Regions from separate parts of the Mus musculus genome. Here region 1 is linked to region 2. The links are chromatin contacts, called in public Hi-C maps. All regions are on one chromosome and are shown on one strand. The core of a region is the stretch at or near the end of the contact, and the rest is flanking DNA. Distances in the headings are between cores, read along the strand shown.

Evidence for each region. A called contact is a pair of places that touch in the nucleus more often than the background predicts.
Region 1: a Hi-C map of CD4 T cells shows a contact between it and region 2, with 2.3 times the contacts expected there. The contact joins two enhancer-like sites. A contact is called at or near these places in 1 of 15 datasets of contacts at CTCF or cohesin (pro-B cells) and 8 of 484 Hi-C or Micro-C datasets (B cells, the C10 cell line, CD4 T cells and 3 more).

The regions. Positions count from the first base shown.
Region 1 is chr9:33,077,877-33,082,800 of GRCm38.p6, reverse strand. All of the region lies in intron 1 of Gm27166 (a long non-coding RNA gene), which reads right to left. Among named protein-coding and RNA genes, the nearest start is that of Gm27166, 49 kb to the right of the region's middle. Within about 2 kb of position 1,945, at least 29 of the 459 cell types and tissues checked have an H3K27ac peak or open chromatin away from gene starts, as enhancers often do.
Region 2 is chr9:32,959,882-32,964,738 of GRCm38.p6, reverse strand. No RefSeq gene overlaps it. Among named protein-coding and RNA genes, the nearest start is that of Gm27162, 33 kb to the right of the region's middle. Within about 2 kb of position 1,833, at least 16 of the 459 cell types and tissues checked have an H3K27ac peak or open chromatin away from gene starts, as enhancers often do.

The DNA.
Region 1 (4,924 bases), core at 696-3,195, 120 kb before region 2:
TATCAAATATTTAGGGAATCTTCATGATATATTACACACTAAGTATGATTGCCTAATTTTGCTTTTATCAAACAAAATTAAGTCAGTAAGGTTCCTGTCTTCAAGTCAGTTAAGATCAATGTGAGACTTATATAAGTAAAAAAAATTAATACAAATTATGGTAGATAATATAATAAAATGGCCAATAAAATGATATAAAAGTGGAGGGGAGGTTGTGACTTCCTCCATGTTGAATCACAGCATTGAATGAAGACTGAAAATTTCTATATCGAACCTTGAGTGGTAAAGAGAAGTCCCATAGGCAAAAACTGAAGGAGGTGTAATTCAGAAAGAAATAATGCTGGAGAAATTCAAACAAATTGCAGTGCAACTGGTGGGAGAGGGTGGTGAGGAGACTGTTTGGAACAGGGGCAGCTGGCCTGCAGCCATAGTTGATCCAGAAGAAGAGTTCAGAACCTTCGTGGGTGTCTAGAAATGGGTGTGGGTCTTTGCAAACCAGGAAAGCAACATGCTCAAAATTCTCTTAAGCTGCATAACCATAGTGTGGGGACAGAGCAGAAGAATGGGAAGCCACGGATGGGGTAGTGGCTACATACTCACAGCATCTTGGACTAGGCTGTTGACAGGGGTGGGGATAGGGCATGCTTCTGCCATGTGCCCCTTCGTAGGTTTGTGCAAAGTCTTGAGAACTTACTAAGAACAGAACAGAACTTACTAAGAACTTACATCAAGAGAAGTGTATCATGATTTTGAATTTTTTCATCTTTTTTCCCACAGCATACTATCTTAAGATAAAGAAGGTAAGGTGATTCGAGGTGGGAGGGTTACTATTGAAGAAAGTGAATAGCTTTTAGGGATAAATAAAACTGGACCCAGAGAAATCATTCTATTGTCATTCCTAAAATGTAGCCCAAAAACCGTATCAGAGCCTTGCTCCACCATTCGCCTCACAGGTTGTCTCTAACAGTGTTTCTATCTAAACTGAGCTGCTAGCAGACCAATATTTTTGGTTAAAGGCAAAATGGACAACATACCAGTAGCTTTTACTCACTACAGCCATAAACATCACTAGCGAGAGCAGTGCACCAGTGAATGGACGGGCAGCAGGACAGTGTAGATGCAGTCACATCACCAGCCTGAACTGGAATTCAGAAGCCCTGGCACATAGCAAGCCTGACTGGAGACCACTTAGAAGATCTTCCCTTTAAGCAGAATTTCCAACCACAAAGCCCTATCTCCTTATTCCCAGCCATTATAACGTTCCCTCCAACAGTTCCACCTAGATAGGTTTTTCTTTTTTATATTTCAGCCATCTGCTTTTAGTTAATGCCAGAAATATATTTCAAATCATCAATGAAACAAACAATCAAAGTTGACCCCATTTATTAAAGAGGCCCTCCAGCCTGCTCCACACTGGGAGAAATTTGTCAGTGAAGCTGTCTTGCAAAAGAGCCCGAAGCTCTTCTGTGGCGTTCCTGTTTGTGCTCCTCTGAAAAGACACTGTTGTCACCTGGAATATATGGCCATAAGTGAGCTCCTGTCTGCAAGGCTAAAGGAAGATATTAACTGAGCATTGTGCATAAGGAAGGGGGAAGGAAGGCGTTGATAGATCACAGCAGAAGCAAACCAGGGAAAGGTGGACCAGGACAAGCAGGCCCTCTCCTTTAGTAAGGACTGCGTCTGGCCTGTGTCCGTGGTTAGATCGTATATCTGACAATATCCTCCCCTTTAATGCTCTGCAGATTCAAGGTATATTATCATACCCTAAGCCTTAACTCTCTAGGGAAATTATGTCAAACCATAACCAAGGAAGTGCAATTGTGAAAATTCACCCCAGGAACCAGCTGTCTGGAACTCCCTTTTAGGAAACAACGGAGAGTGGAGAGTGTGTTCCAAAAGGTGGCACTCTGAGACTGAGAATGGTGACTAAAGCCTCATCCTAGTCTCAAATTTCTGGAAGAATTGTGCTTAGCGTGAAATTCTAGTAGGCAGAGTGAAGGGGGATAGACGGAGAAGGGGAGAGTAGAAATGAGCTTAATTTTAGAGCTCTTCTCAGTACTCAAAGTGGATCTACCGTTATAGCAAACTCTTCCCAGTTCATTATGCAAAGACAGCACATTCCTGGTATGAGGAGGAAGGGAAAAACCCTTTTATGAAGCCTCTCTGCCACCTCCATTCAGTAGTGCCATCTGCTGACCTGTGCAGCAGTGTCACCTGAGAACAGAACGAAAACAAAACAAACAAACAAACAAAATCAGATAAGCTTCTGGCAAAACCTAAGGAGTGAGCAAAACCCTGAGAAAGCAACTTCACAAGCAGCTACAAGCGTTAACCTGTGCTGATGTGACCGGAAGCTGAGTCATGCCCACAGCTTTAACTGCAGCTTTGAGACTACACCTTCAGAAAGCCAGAGCCCTTTGCTCAGAGTTATTGAACATCTAAATGGGCATTCTTTAACCACAGCTAAGCTTCCAGACACATTTTGAGGAAAGCTGTAGGAAAACTGAAAAGCCTCATTGTGTCCTTGTGGTTGAATTGCTTTCAAGAACGATTCAAAGTCCCTGCTGCCATCGATGGCAAAGCCAAGCACATTCTCCAGCGTGCATTGTTTCCTGAAGATCAGATATGGATTTAATGTGGTGCCAAATGCAAAAGGGAGACAGGCCGATCCCCAACTTCGTTCTTGAACCAGCTCTGAAGGTCAGAGCTAAGTACCCAGGGACAAGACTTCTCCATTATCATCACAGTGAGAGCTCAGCGAAGTGAAGAAAACCAACCTCTTTCATGGGCACAATGTCTCAGCCGCCAATAATCCCAAATTGATTATTCTGGCTGAAAGTCACATCTGTGTATAATCTCAGATCATGAAGGGTCCTGAAAAGTAGCTAATATCTAGTTCATCTGGAAACTTTTCCTTCTGTAATAGCAATGTGTGCTTCATTTTCTTTTAAAATCTTTGTAGCTGCTTTTTACAAATAAAATTAAGAGGGTTAGAAAAAAAATTTTTAGTAATTGTTCAAAAGTAATCAAAGTCAAAGTCATGTATTTGATTCTAAATCTAATTACAGAATTCAATTCTAGAATTTGGGCTGAACCATAAAGTTTAAAATATATATTTTAATTGATACTCATACATACAGACAACTCGTTTTGATAGAATCCAACCACTCCCTTCTAATACCTTACCTACCCTCCTATGTCCTCCATCAATTTTTTTTACAATTTCATCATTTTTATTGGTTGTTTATTTATTTATATTTCAAATGTTGTCCCCCTTCTCGGTCTCCCCTCCTCAACGTCCCAATTTCATCCCCCCTCCTCTTTGCCTCTAAGAGGGTGCTCCTCCACCCACCACCCTCCATTTCAACCTCACCGCTCTAGCATCCTCCTATGCTGGGGCATCAGACCTCCATGGGACCAAGGGTCTTGCCTCTCAGTGATTCCAAATAAGGCAATCCTCTCCTACATATGTAACTGGAACCATGGACCTGTCCATGTAAACTTTTCGGTTGGTGGTTTAGTCCCTGGGAGCTCTGGGGGTTCTGGTTAGTTGATATCATTTTTCTACCTGTGGGGTTGCAATCTCTTTCAGCTCTTTCAGTCCTTCCCCTAACTCTTCCGTTGGAGTTTCTGAGCTCAGTTCAACGGTTGGCTGTATCTGTATCTGTATTAGTCAGGTGCTGGCAGAACTTCTCAGGAGACATCTATACCAGGCTCCTGTCAGCAAGCACTTCTTGGCATCAGCAATAGCATCTGGGTTTGTTGTCTGCAGATGGGATGGATCCCTAAGTAGGGCAGTCTCTGCTCCATCATTTATCTCTTCATTTCCTTTATACAGGAACAATTCTGGGTTAAAAATTTTGAGATGGGTAGTTGACCCTATCCCTCAACTGGGGGGTGGTCTCTACAGGTTCTACCTCCCCTTTGTAGGGTATTTCAGCTAGTGTCATCCCCACTGGATTCTGAGAAGCTCTCACTTCTCCAGTATCTGGTACTTTCTAGAAGCTCTCCCCAGTTCCCCACCCCTCATGGCTACATTTTTCTATTCATTTTCCTGACCCTCTGAACTTCTCTCTTGTCTCTTCCCACCCCTGATCCTGTTCCCCCCATTTTCCCTCCCTCTCCTCTCTCACTCCATGGTCTCTCCCTCTCCCTACTTTCTGTGATTATTTTTAAATAGTATTGAAGCATCCACACCTTCATCTTCCTTCTTTTTAAGCTTCACATGGTCTGTGAGTTGCATCGTGGGTATTCTGAGCTTTGGGGCTAATATCCACTTATCAGTGAGTACATACAATGTGTGTCCTTTTGTGTCTGGGTTACCTCACTCAGCATGATATTTTCATGAAGTCATTTTTTTTCTAATATCTGAGTAGTACTCCACTGTGTAAATGTACCACATTTTTTTGTATCAATTCTTTCCTTGAGGGACATCTGGGTTGTTTGCAGCGTCTGGTTATTATAAATAAGGCTGCCATAAACATAGCAGAGCATGTGTCCTTGTTATATGTTGGAGCATCTTTTGGGTATATGCTGGGTCTTCAGGTAGAACTATTTTGAATTTTCTGAGGAACTGACAGATTGTTTTCCAGAGTGGTTGTACCAGCTGGCAGTCCCACCAGCAATGGAGGAGTGTTCCTCTTTCTCTACATCCTAGAAAGCATCTACTGGTTTGTTTGAGTTAATTTTCTATCCAGGCACTTTGCTGAAGTTTTTTATCAGCTGTAGGAGTTCTCTACTAGGATTTTTGTGGTTGCTTAAGTATTCTATCATATCATCTGCAAACAGTGATATCTTGACTTCTTCCTTTCCAATTTGTATCCCTTTGACCTCCTTTTTCTTTTTTTCTTTTTTTTTTTGCTAATTCCCCTGGCTAGGATTTCAAGTACTACATCAAATAAATAAGGAGAGCGTGGGCAGTCTT
Region 2 (4,857 bases), core at 584-3,083:
CATATCCCTTTTGTCTGCTGTACTAAGTATGTGAGTGTATAATTGTTCTTGGTAGTCTTTGTAATTACCCTTTCTTAGTAAGCCAGTAGCTATATCCCCTTCCCTTTAGATTCTGCTGCTCTGACTTTACCCTATGAAGCTCACATCTGTGGTTGTCTTGTGTTTTTCAAAAACCAGCTTCATTGTTCCTGATTTTTCTCTCTCCTTTTTATATTTCCTTTGTATTATTTTTGCCCTAACCTGTATTAGTTCCTTCTTTCTTGTCTAATTTCCTTTCCTTCTAATTAATTTGAAATCTTTATTCTCTTCTAAAATAGGCATTTATAGACCTAACCCTGCAACGCAGTATAAATTTCAGTGTTTTGTTAATTCAGGCAGTCATGTCAAAATATTCTATGCGTTAATAGGTTTAAATATAGCCAATTATTTCTCATAATTTGAAAAGGTGGAAGTTACAATCCATCATCCACTCAGAAAAAACTCCAGTGCTATTCAGATGTGATTTGCTTATGATCCCTAACAAAATATTTGAACCAAATTAAACTGTTAAGGGTGGGGACACAGGAGCAGTTTGTCTGTTTGTTTATCTTTCTGTTTGTGGTCTATGAACGACACCCCCCCACACAGAATATAAGAAGTAAACACTCCACTGATAAAGAGACCCAATCATAGCTCAAGTTATTGACTTGTCTCTTCCAGCATAGATCCATTGTCTATGTCTTCTAACCTTCCAGGATTGCTGTAAAATTGTTCTAAAGAAGAGTCTTTGGAAAAAATTCTGAATATATTATTTTGTTTTCTGTTGTGATAAAATAGCCCAACCAAAATCAACGTAAGGAGGAGTTTATGTTGGCTGACAGTTCCAGAAGGCTCTTGGGGAAGAAGTTCCAGAGGGTGGGGAAGACATGGCATGCTAGTCAGAGCAGGAACCTGGCAGACCATATTTGTTCCAGATAGAGAAAGAAAGAGAACAGGAAGTAGAATAAGTTAATAATCTAATAATCTTAATAAAGCTCTCCCCCTCCCCCTTCCAACTTCCAATGTCGTTTTTTCTCCAGCAAGGCTTCACCCCATAAAAGTTCTATAGTTTGCCCAAGCAGCATCACTAACTGAAGACCGAGTATTCAAAGACATCTCTCATTCAAACTATGACGCTTTGGATAAGAGAGAGTAGCGTCTATTCACTACATTGCAAGGTTTAAAGTTAATTCTAAAAATAACAGAGCTGGCTGGTGAGATGGCTCAGTGGGTAAGAGCACCTGACTGCTCTTCTGAAGGTCAGGAGTTCAAATCCCAGCAACCACATGGTGGCTCACAACCATACGTAACGAGATCTGACTCCCTCTTCTGGAGTGTCTGAGGACAGCTACAGTGTACTTACATATAATAAATAAATAAATAAATAAATAAATAAATAAATAAATAAATCTTAAAAAAAAATAACAGAGCAATATATATTAAAGGGTTCACAGACTAATAGTAGAAATATTTACATTCCAATATTCCCTGGGTTTTTTGAGAGTTAATGACAAAGGCCTAAATATCACAGATCTGAAATTTATATGCAGGTCCTCTGAAGAGATAAGCATACATACGCAAACACCTTCTCGGCCTTTGTTTTGTGAGAAGATTCTTCCTTCCTAGACAGATGGCATCTACTGAAGTCAGGGTTCACTCTGGGGCAGAGCCATTCAGATGGTGTCAACATATATAACTGTTGACTTGTTGTGGAAAGCCAAACCATTACAAAGCCACCCCAAAGATTTGATTACAGGGAATTCTGTTTTACACCAAATTTCCTGCGTAATTCTTGTACCGTGTCTCTTCTTGTCACTGCTGATATTTGCATGTAAACAGGATCTTAGCTGCTTAGAAACTCATTACTTCTGCTTTTCAATGCTGAAAGAGACTTATTTTTTTTTAACAGGAAGAAAGCTATCAGATCTTTCTCCTGTCTACAAGTTGATCTCATTTAAAATAAGAACATGAAATTTGTTTTCGGAACAAAGGGTTCAACTGTTCTATTGAATTTCTTCTGTAATCCAGTTCTCACCAAGAAAGGGTTAAAAAGGAATATTGCTTTTGATTGCGGTTTTGTGATTGTTCAAAACATACTTCAGTTGGTGAAGGCTCCTAAAAACAGATTTATTGATGTATTTTTCAGTTTTTATTATTATTGTGAGGGGGCACACATGCCTTGACACATATGTGGAGGTCATGGGGTAATTTTGTTAAGTTGGTCCTTTCCTTTCACCTTTCCATAGGTTCTAGGGATTGAACTCAGGTCACCCTGATGGAACAGCAAGCTCTTGCTCAGCCTTTTTGCTGCTCAGTTTTTGATGATTGAGAAGAAGAATAATTGAGAATGATAAAATAAAATAGATTCCATGGACAAGGCTGGCTGAATATATCACTGAATCTATGATATGAATGCCCACTGATATTACTGTAGATCTGTAACAATGACATGGTTCTATATGTGCTATAGTTTTTTTTAAAATGTCCAAAATGCCTTTAAAATAGAAACACCAGAATGTAGCTATACAGTGCAACCTCCTCCCTCCCCCTCTCCCTCTGCCTCCCCCTCTCCCTCTCCATCTCCCTCTCTGAGTGATAGGAGGGTCCGTGGGGAGGGCTATAGGCTTGCCTTGTATTTTCTTGCCCTGTAGTTGGTTTCTCCTTTCTATAATGAGTTCCTAGATCTTTTATACCAAAACCGTAGACACTCAGTCCAATCAAGCATGGGCTTCTGGTTCTTTTCTGGCACAGCTGTGTGATAGCAATGAGAGTGTCAAACTGTAACATCAGGATGTTCTTGACGCCCTACAAAGTAAGGATCTCCAGAAGATTCCCACGTCCTTCAACAATTCTCACAGACACAGAATTATTTTTATCTGAAAGTTCTTTCAGAAATGAAAAGCCAGAGCTAAAATGGTAACCTTTTCCTTTATGGGGCATATACCCAAAAGTCAACCAGTGCAAGTCGGCAATGCAAAAGGGGAAAACAAACGCTCCTTAACTAGGCACAGCTTTGCATGCCTCCAGAGGACAAAGAACTACAAGTTTGCAGGCAGCCTGGGCTACACAGGAGATGCCATCACAAGAAAACAAAACCAAAAGAACAGGAACATTAAAATGACTGTATATGGCTGTCATTTTCCTTTGTGGTTTGAAAGAAATATTTTCAGATATCTTAGATGATCTGTGAAAATTAACTCTTTATCCATTCAAAGAAGAGTCACCCTCAGAAAAAGGAAAAGAACCAAATGACCGTATTTGCTACAATCTACACGTCACATCCATATACACATTTGAAGTCCACTCCCCAGTGTGTTAATATTAGGACATGAAACACTGGGAGAGATTAAGTCAGGAAGGCTCCACCATCATCACTGGGATTGATAGACTTATGAAGCAGACCTAAAGAAGTGTGTTCATCCCCCTGCTGGATAACGTAGATAGCACTACCTATGAGAACCAACCCTCAGAGGACCTTGAATCTTCCAGCACCTTCATCTTGAACTTCCTAACCTTCTGCAACTATGAGCAATGAACTTCTGGTGTTTATCAAAAACAAACAAACAAACAAACAAAAAACCCTATTACAACAGACTAAATAGACTTAAATGTAAGCAAACACGTTCTAATGAACACCTCAGAATTCACTCAGTCTAAATCTGTATTTACCAAGGTAGCTTTGCAAATTGTCTTCAAAGGTCTCATACCCTACTCGGGCCCCTTCCAAGTTCTATGAAGAGACCACTTCTATTGACAACAAGAAAGCTTTCTGGTTGCCTTTGTGTTTTGACACAATAAGGAAATGAAAATGATGTCATTGTTCACAATGAACAGTGGTTTTGAGCACGGAAGGTTTACATCACAGAGCATTCCCCAGAAGGACAGAAAATTCTGGTGACCTTGGATTAAAAAAAGAAACCCTCTGGGCTGAGAATAAAGAGGAAGGATTACATTCTTACCACCTCACCGTCTAAGTGATGGTGAACTAGCAGGTGCTGTTGGGTGTCCCTCACTGTTGTAAGGGAGCACGGGTTCTGCAGATTTCACAGATGCCAAGTAGGCAACCTATACTCAGGTAGCATTAGCACATGACACCCAAAATACAATAGGCCACCCTGGTATTTGTGAAAACAGCACTAGATTGCTCTCAGCTTCCCCTCGCCCTTCCAACTGAAGCAGAGTGTGACCCCCTTATTCATTGGTTCCCTCCCAGTACCAAGATAAAATGAACACCCTTATCTCTGAAGACACAAGGACACAGGAAGAATCAGAACAAACAGGACTTGCTAGGGTCCCAGTTTCATTACTGCTAGCTCTTGCCCGTTTGTACTTGGTTGTATTGCATCTGGTCCCTGCATTCTTCATCACGCAACACACAACATATAGAATTCCCTACTGCTTCATCTTTTCACCTCTGAAGCCTCCAGTGTCACAGAAAACAAATGATTTTGTGTCTTTTCTTCTTGTTGATCTGTCTTGTAATAGCAGCCTAAAAACAAGAACAATACTGTTTAATAATTACAACTTCTAAAAATCATACCTCCCATACCCACATCCACACACCCATGAGTCCAAACCCACCCCCTCACCCTTCCCACCTCTAAGCTCTCTTCTTCACATATATTCAGTCATTATCTTCCAAGCTAATTCTACTAAACTGGGTCATAATTCAGAGCATAGTGATTTCTCTCTAAAGTTCATTTTCTTACTATATCAATGATCTCTCTGTATCTCAAGCCAAAAGAATGAATACAAATCTCAAAGTGAACTTGCAGTGAGGTTGGTGTTTCAGACATAGACAATCCTGCATCATTTAGCTAATATTTGCCCAACTTCAGA